2 separate regions of the Mus musculus genome follow, and region 2 is linked to region 1. Evidence: chromatin contacts called from public Hi-C data. All regions are on one chromosome and are shown on one strand. The core of a region is the stretch at or near the end of the contact, and the rest is flanking DNA. Distances in the headings are between cores, read along the strand shown.

What was found. Hi-C and Micro-C count contacts between places; a contact is called where the count stands out from the background.
Region 2: a contact with region 1 is called in a Hi-C map of uterus, with 2.6 times the contacts expected there. The contact joins two enhancer-like sites. A contact is called at or near these places in 4 of 15 datasets of contacts at CTCF or cohesin (the G1E-ER4 cell line, the NIH/3T3 cell line and embryonic stem cells), 59 of 484 Hi-C or Micro-C datasets (the C2C12 cell line, the G1E-ER4 cell line, the HL-1 cell line and 32 more), 7 of 115 datasets of contacts at active chromatin or transcription factors (astrocytes, embryonic fibroblasts, embryonic stem cells and 3 more) and 4 of 9 other capture datasets (adipose tissue, embryonic stem cells, liver and 1 more).

The regions. Positions count from the first base shown.
Region 1 is chr13:45,528,865-45,532,552 of GRCm38.p6, forward strand. It overlaps Gmpr (guanosine monophosphate reductase), which reads left to right. Exons shown (of 9, transcript NM_025508.5): 5 at 844-925; 6 at 3,430-3,536. Among named protein-coding and RNA genes, the nearest start is that of Gm34582, 5.4 kb to the left of the region's middle. Within about 2 kb of position 2,052, at least 91 of the 459 cell types and tissues checked have an H3K27ac peak or open chromatin away from gene starts, as enhancers often do. A contact at or near this core is called in the NIH/3T3 cell line, embryonic fibroblasts and uterus, where this site is marked.
Region 2 is chr13:45,568,014-45,571,701 of GRCm38.p6, forward strand. It overlaps Atxn1 (ataxin 1), which reads right to left. Exons shown (of 8, transcript NM_009124.6): 7 at 1-567. The coding sequence starts at 404. Among named protein-coding and RNA genes, the nearest start is that of Gm34582, 45 kb to the left of the region's middle. Within about 2 kb of position 2,053, at least 38 of the 459 cell types and tissues checked have an H3K27ac peak or open chromatin away from gene starts, as enhancers often do. A contact at or near this core is called in the NIH/3T3 cell line, embryonic fibroblasts and uterus, where this site is marked.

The DNA.
Region 1 (3,688 bases), core at 802-3,301:
CCAGTGAAGGGCATCTTGCCAAGCATCCTGGGTACCAGCTGAAGAATCCATGGGGCAGTGAGTTGTAATAAAAGGGCTATTTTTGCTCTTTCAAGATCCTGCAGTCAGAGAGCTTGTACTATTTCCAGCATAGATGCATTCTTGTAGTTGATGGATTCTGCCACTTCCTGGCTTGCAGGTCTATTCTTAGGACGGAAGCACCACTCCATTTGTAGACAGAGCCTGTACCAGTAGCATATGGCCCATCAGGGCCTGCTGCTCTTTCGTACCAAGGTGGGAACCCCAGCCTAGGGCCAGACACCACGAGAAGGTCAGTTTTTTAACCATGGCTTTTCAGGTTCTGTAAAGATCCTCCAGGGTTTTTGCAAATGCCTAAGTAGCCTTGCGCCCATTGCTAATGGCGTTTTTGATCAGCCGAGTGTGCACCATTGCTTGTGGATTTCGGGTCCCATAGAAGATTTTTGTTTTGACCTCATCAGCGTTGAGCTGTTCCATATGCCCTGACCTAGACACTCATGGATTTTCTGTTTCTAAACTTGTACATTTCTGTAGCTTCCATGCAATCACTTCACACAGGTGACTTTTCAAGAGGGGTCTCTGCTATCAGCTTCTGGCTGGAATTTAGTAGAAATGGAAGTCGGGGACACATTCATCGAGGCTCAGACCTAATCAACTTCAGAATTGGGGGCACTGTTTTCTTTTTGTCTCCTGGAACTGTGGTAGCCTCAATACACACATGCCCTTGGAGTCAGGAGTGAACCTCCCCACTGGCCACTCTGTGACCTCCCATACCTGCCCCAGAGTCATTTCTGGTGATGGAGAGCCCTGTTCTTCCTGTCGCAGGCAGGGAACGTGGTGACCGGAGAGATGGTGGAAGAGCTCATCCTCTCTGGAGCAGATATCATCAAAGTGGGAGTCGGACCAGGTGAGACCTGTCAAGAGCACAGCAGGGTTGACTGTGGGGAGCAGGGGCCTTGGGGCTTGGGGCTCCTGGAAGGAGGCTACATGGGAACCGTAAAGTACTCGCCCAGAGGTTCAAGGCTCATTCCTTTGGAAGATCTGATCTTCCCCGGGGAAGCTCCTGAGATGCCACTGAACTGCCCTCTGATGACCCCAGGCTCTTCCTACACGAGCAGACATGTGGTTGTGTGGTGAGGTTCTGACCAGAGTGTTAGTGTGGGAGAGCAGACTGCACAGGTCACTTTGAAGAGAAAGGTCTGTGGGGAATCCACGAGAACAGTTAATGAACAAGAATGGCTACGTCCATGTGAATGTTTGAAGGACCCTAAACACTTGTGACTAAGAGGCCACATTTGAACATGACCTGTGGCCCACTGGCTCCCCATGTGATACTAATGCACTGCTCAGGCACTAGGGCTAGCCGTAGGCCTCTTGAGTGAAGAAACCAACTAGAGCCAGTCCAGCCTTAACCTGGGAGTTGCAGTTTCTTATTGGGACTGGCAGGTGTTTGCTTTCCTGTTTCCCATAGCCAAGCCTACATCCTCACTGCCGTGTTTTAACATTCTGCCCTGAACATGCATCATTACCCAGATACTAGCATCAGAGTGAAGAGAAGAAAGACTATAGACACTTGATCTGGGACTAAAAAATAACAGCAGATCACATGCGCGCGCGCACACACACGCTAAAAAGCAACAGCCTTCTACCCTCAAAATACAGTCTTTTAAGAAGGAATCAGACAGGAATCAGATGCAAGGACCATGTAGGTGTGTGCCATTGTAGGAAGAGGACCCTTGTGCTGTGACCCAGCATAAGGAGGAGACTGTGTGAGCGCAATGATTGGAAAAATGGTCCGGTCGGCTCACAAAGCAGGCAGGCTTTTAACCTACAGGGAGACTTCAAGCTCTGCTGTTACCTGTGGTTTTCCTCAATGCCACCCACTTAGGCGGTTAATAACTTTCTGAGCAAGAGAAACGGTCCCCAGGCTGCCCCAAAAGCAGCACTTAGGGGACCCCACAAGTCCTGCAGGAGGAGCAGGAGGATGAGAGCTTTGGTGGAGCAGGAGTGACGGTGACTCACTCATGCTTGAGTTGCTGCATTCTTTCCATGCTATTTATAGTGTTCTTGTGCATGAGGCCCCTTCTCAGTGTCAGGCAGACGGGAGTGTGAAATCTCCAGAGCTTACTACCCAGCAGGGAAAACAGACCCCAGCACTCCCACACAGATAATGACTGAAACCGACTCCTCAAAAGACAATGTATGTGTGCTGCACAGTTTCCCTGGGGCCGTGAAATTTTAAGGTGGAGCCCTGAAAAATGGGGAAGATGTGGGAGTAGGGAGTGTTACGCGGAGAGGGAAGGGGAAGGGGAAGGGAGACAGGAGCAGACAAGAGAAGAAGCAGGTGGGACATGTAGGTGGGTACTCACTTGATTAGAAGTGGGGACATGGGACATAGGATCGGGATACTGGTGTTCCCTGGACCTGAAAGAACACAACCAGGACTGAATGGGACACTGGGGCAGGAGGAGGCAAGGGAGGAAGATATCCACGTGGTGGCAAAAGCCAAGTTGACCCCAGGTTCTGGGCAAGTGGTTCTCAACCTATGGGTCACAACCCCTTTGGAAGTGGTCACATGTGAAGAATCCTGCCTATCAGATATTCACAAGGATCACATGTCAGATATTCTGCCTATCAAATATTTACGTCATGATCCATAACAGTAACAAAATTAGAGTTATGAAGTAGCGATGAAATAATTTTATGGTTGGGGGTCAGCTCAGCATCAGGGAATGTATTACAGGGTCACAACATTAGGAAGGCTGGGAAGCACTGCCCTAGGCTGAGTGGGGACTCCGTCCAGGGAGATGGGGTGTACGGTAGGTATAGCATGAGATTAAGGCAGATGGATGGAAGCTGGGCTGTGTTTGGCCCAGGGTTGAGTAATCGGAACAGTTGTGTGGCTTCCTCACTCCAAGGTAAAGGTCAAACCCTGGGACAAGGCTTTTATTCACCCTAATGCAAATTCATTCCACCACAACCACACCAGGTGGGGTTTAGTTTGAGGGTGTGAGAAAGCCAGGAGAAAGCTGGGAGGATCCTGGGCGCCCCCTGGAAGTTGAGTCCTCATGTGTGGAGGGAGGGGAGGTTTCCATGCTCAACCATTGTGTGTGTGGGGGGGGGGGCTGAGGAGGGTGGGGGGAACATGGCATCAGGAAGGGCATTGAAGGTTGTGTGGGTGGTGATCTGTAAGACATTTGCCCTGGATGATGGTGAGGATTTGAAGGGCTTATATGGCCAGTGGGGTACTGTATAATAAGACCGTGTTGCCTGCCTAGTCAGCATATGTCCACTGTTGGGGAAAAGTCACCCTTCACTGGGGCAGGGCCATAAGATGGCGAAGGGGTGTCGTTTTCTATTGTGTTCGACTCACGCAGAACCCTCTGTGAATCCACCTCTCTTTCCACACAGGTTCTGTGTGCACCACCCGAACCAAGACAGGAGTGGGCTACCCGCAGCTGAGTGCGGTGATAGAGTGTGCTGACTCCGCCCATGGCCTCAAGGGGCACATCATCTCTGTGAGTATTAGGGTCTGGGAGCCTCTGGGGACCCTGGGGGAGATCTTTGCCATGCCTCTGAGGGACCATGCTGCCTTCAAATACCCTACCTCCCAAAATATCACATTTATGGGTCCTAGAGATCTGGATGTCAGCAATGAATTTGGGAGGGG
Region 2 (3,688 bases), core at 803-3,302, 39 kb after region 1:
CTGTATTGGGAGGACCCAATGAACTGGAAGGTATGCGAAAGGTGGGCGTACTGCACAGGAGACACCGGGGTCCCTGACTGAGGAGGAGGGTACACGGTGGGCAGCGTGTTGGCTGTGGGGACTGACCTGGGGGCACTGGGTGGGGAGTAATCCAGCCCTGCGGACAGTGCTTTATGTAAACCCATTCCTTGTAAACCATGCTCCCCGGAAGTCCCTGCTGACCCGTGCCGCCCACCCCCATGGCCGCGGATGCCAGGGGTGCTGGGGAGCCAGGCCACACCCTCCACGCAGTGGTTGTCGCTGGGCAGAGCAGTGGCCTTCTCCTCCGAGGGCCGGCTGGTGGCGGGGATCTCACGTTTCTTGGGAGGCAGGCATTCGTTGCTCCGCTCTTGGTTGGATTTCATTTTTCGCCGTCCCCCCTCCACGGTGGCTGTTTCACTGGCTGGCCGGCTCTGGTTTTAGTCTGATAAACAGAGAGTCACATTGGATTTCTGTAGGGGATCCAGGCCCTTCATGGGGAATCATCTCCCCGTGGGTTCTTTAGGCTGGCAGTGGCAGCTCCGGATTCTGAGGAGGAGGAGGAGGAGGAGGAGGAGGAGGAGGAGGAGGAGATGAGGAAAGGAAAGAGAGAAGACAGGGGGGAAAAAATCAAAACGTCAGCTCTAGGGAGAGAAACCCCACCAAGCCAAACCAACCAATCAACCCACCAACCACCAAAAACACTATTACCAACAAGACTAAGAGGAGAGGGACCCTCTCAGTTGGAATTCCAAAAGCAGATTATGGCCTAAGTGTTAAAATAGATAAAATGTTACCTGGTCTAAAGAGCCAGTAATAGTGACTAAGTTTCTTAAACATTTGCTTACTTATGATTTATTTATTTGCGCAGGTGCTTGTGAGAGTTTATGCACACCACCTATGTGCCAGTGCCTACAGAGACCACAAGAGGGCATTGGGTCTCCTGACACTGGAGTTATTGGCAGCTGTGAATCACAGTGTGAGTGCTAGGACCGGAACTTAGATCCTCTAGAAGAGCAGTAAGCGGCTGTCTTGACCACCGGCCACGTCTCCTGCACAGATGCACTTTCTTAACAAAATAGAGCAGGCAACTGAGCAACTCAAACATTTCTCTGCCTCTTCTCTCTCCTCTACCCCTTTCTTCTCTTCCTGGAGGGTGGATGGTCACTTTTTTTTTTTTTTTTTTTTAACAGCATCTCTTGTTGCTCAGGCTGGCCTCAAATTGGCCATGCAATGAAGGCTGGCTTGAATTCATGATCCTCCTGCATCAGCCTCCCAAAAGTTAGGATCACAGCCCCCCCCCCCAATTTTTTGGTAGATGATGCATTTCTGTAAATTGTTTACACAGAAAGGTTGGTACCATTCCCCGTCATTTGAGTAAGTTTATCTCAGTCCAATAAGATCCCAATTGTTTTGTGAAGGAGCAAGTTTTGAATAGAGATGCCCAGTGAGTCTTTGGGCAGCTTTGATGCCAGACCCAAACTCACTTGGCTTCAGGGCTACACTCAATCTACAGCAGTGTCCCCTATTCTAACAGTGCCTCCCACAATACACCCATGTACCCCAACTCAGCAGCAGTATCCCAAAATAATTCTTCTCACTATAAGTCTCAAGGGAATTTCATGTACAGTCACTTATAAGGAAACAGTAAGACGACTTTGAGATAGTTACAAAAACTATTCTAGTTTTTTTTTTATTAAACCAAACATAATATGTAAGATAAACCCTGTTATAGTGGCTCATGTAATTCCAGCACTTTGAAAACTGGGGCAGGAAAATGACCACAACTTTAGGCTTCCTTGTGCTACAGTATAAAATGCGGTCTCATAAAAATGCTGCATAAATAAGTACATGAATATGAAAGTAAAGTTGAACCTAGGCTTTGAAAGTTTCCTTAATAAAAGTTAGGCACGTGCTTCACCCACGTGCCTTCTCTTCCAAGTTTGTCTCTGAATATTTTCTCTCCACATCTCCTCCTCTTCTCCCCAGCAGGGACCTGCTCACTATGAGCAGGGGATGAAATATTTGCCAGACAAATTGCAGCCACGTGTCCAAACCTAGCGATGCCAGGAACTCTTACGGGAACAATCCCTGCCTCCATCTCAGAGAGACACTGAATTCTGAGTCACCACCCTTGTGTGAGCAATGTCTACCTGGCACAGGGTAGACTGCCAAGAAGACCAGTGTGAAGCACGGTAGCAGCAGGAGATAGGAGCACTGCCCACACGGTGAAGCTGCAGAGGGAAACAACATCAAAGGCTCTGATCTGGGGAGCTGCTTTTCTGGGGTTGGAACTTGAATGAATACATTTCCTCCTCAGATTGTTTTTCCTATGATCTGACTTTAGAACAGACCCTCAAACTGGGTGTGGTCACGAGTGTCTGTAATCTCAGCCCATGGGAGGCTGAGGCAGGAAAGTTGAGACTTTGTAGACCAGCTGCTTGGGCTACAAAGAAAGACCCTGTCTAAAGGGGCAGAAAAAGTAAGCAAGCAAACAGGCAAACAAACAAAGAAACACACAAACAAACAAAAAAAAAACAAATCAAAATGAAAACTCTAAGCCCTTACCAAGCAGAACCAAACGCATACTGTAAGCTCCCAGTCTTTAACAATTCAAGCAATGTCCATGTAGAACCAACAGCAAGATCCACAGTGCAGCATAATCCTGTGCTCAGCTCCTCATCCCTGTATCACACAACTCCAAATGGCTCTCATCCAGTTTAGTGTGTGTGTGTGTGTGTGTGTGTGTGTGTGTGTGCGACTAGCATGTCACAGTGTGCATGCAGATGTCGAAGGACAACTTTAGGGGTTGGTTCTCACCTTGCACCTAACTTGAGATGGGGGCAGAGGGTGACTCATCACTATTTTGTAAACCAGGCCAGCTGGCCTGCAGGCTTCTATAGGTTTTGGAGGTACAGACTCACGCCCTCACGATTGTGTGATAAGTAGTTTACTCTTCAGACCCCACTTTCCACTTCCCACCTGGGGCAAGGTGAGGATGGTTTAATCCCTCTCATTTGTTTTGTTTCAACATCACCAGAACAAAGCGACAAATGCCCCAAGAAGCTGCCCCCCCCCTCCTGAGTTTGAACAGGCAGATAGAACCTAAGAATGCAAATGTGTATAGGATAGTGGAGGTTTTTGGACACTCAAGTGTCTGAACATGAGAGTTATGTCAATAAGAAAAGCCCTCTCCCCCCAATACTGACAGGGCAGCCAGTAAACACGGGAAACAGAAGTCAAAAGACGTAAGTTATTCATACTGACAAAATTAAAAATAGCATGTACCTGAAGATGTAGAAAAACTGAAAGTGGGTAAGGAATTATGTTGTAAGTAACTTTATTCGGTAGGAATCTCTCCTATTAGGAGGACGAAGCATCATCGATACCCGGTGTTTTAAAATCCATTGTAAGGACGGACCAAAGCCAAACCCCCAAAGTATCAAAAGCATTGTTAATTTTTGCTGTCTTAAAAAAAAAAAAAAAAAAAAAACAAAACCATTAGTGCCAACCTTTTATCTCTAGACTCTGAGAATCACTCTTAAGAAAGAGGATGGCTAAGCTCTAACTTTAAAATGACTTAGTTATTTTATTTTATCTGTATGAGTGTTTTTCCTGCACGCAGGTGTACTACATGTGTGCCTGTTGCCCACAGAAGTCGTAAGAGGAA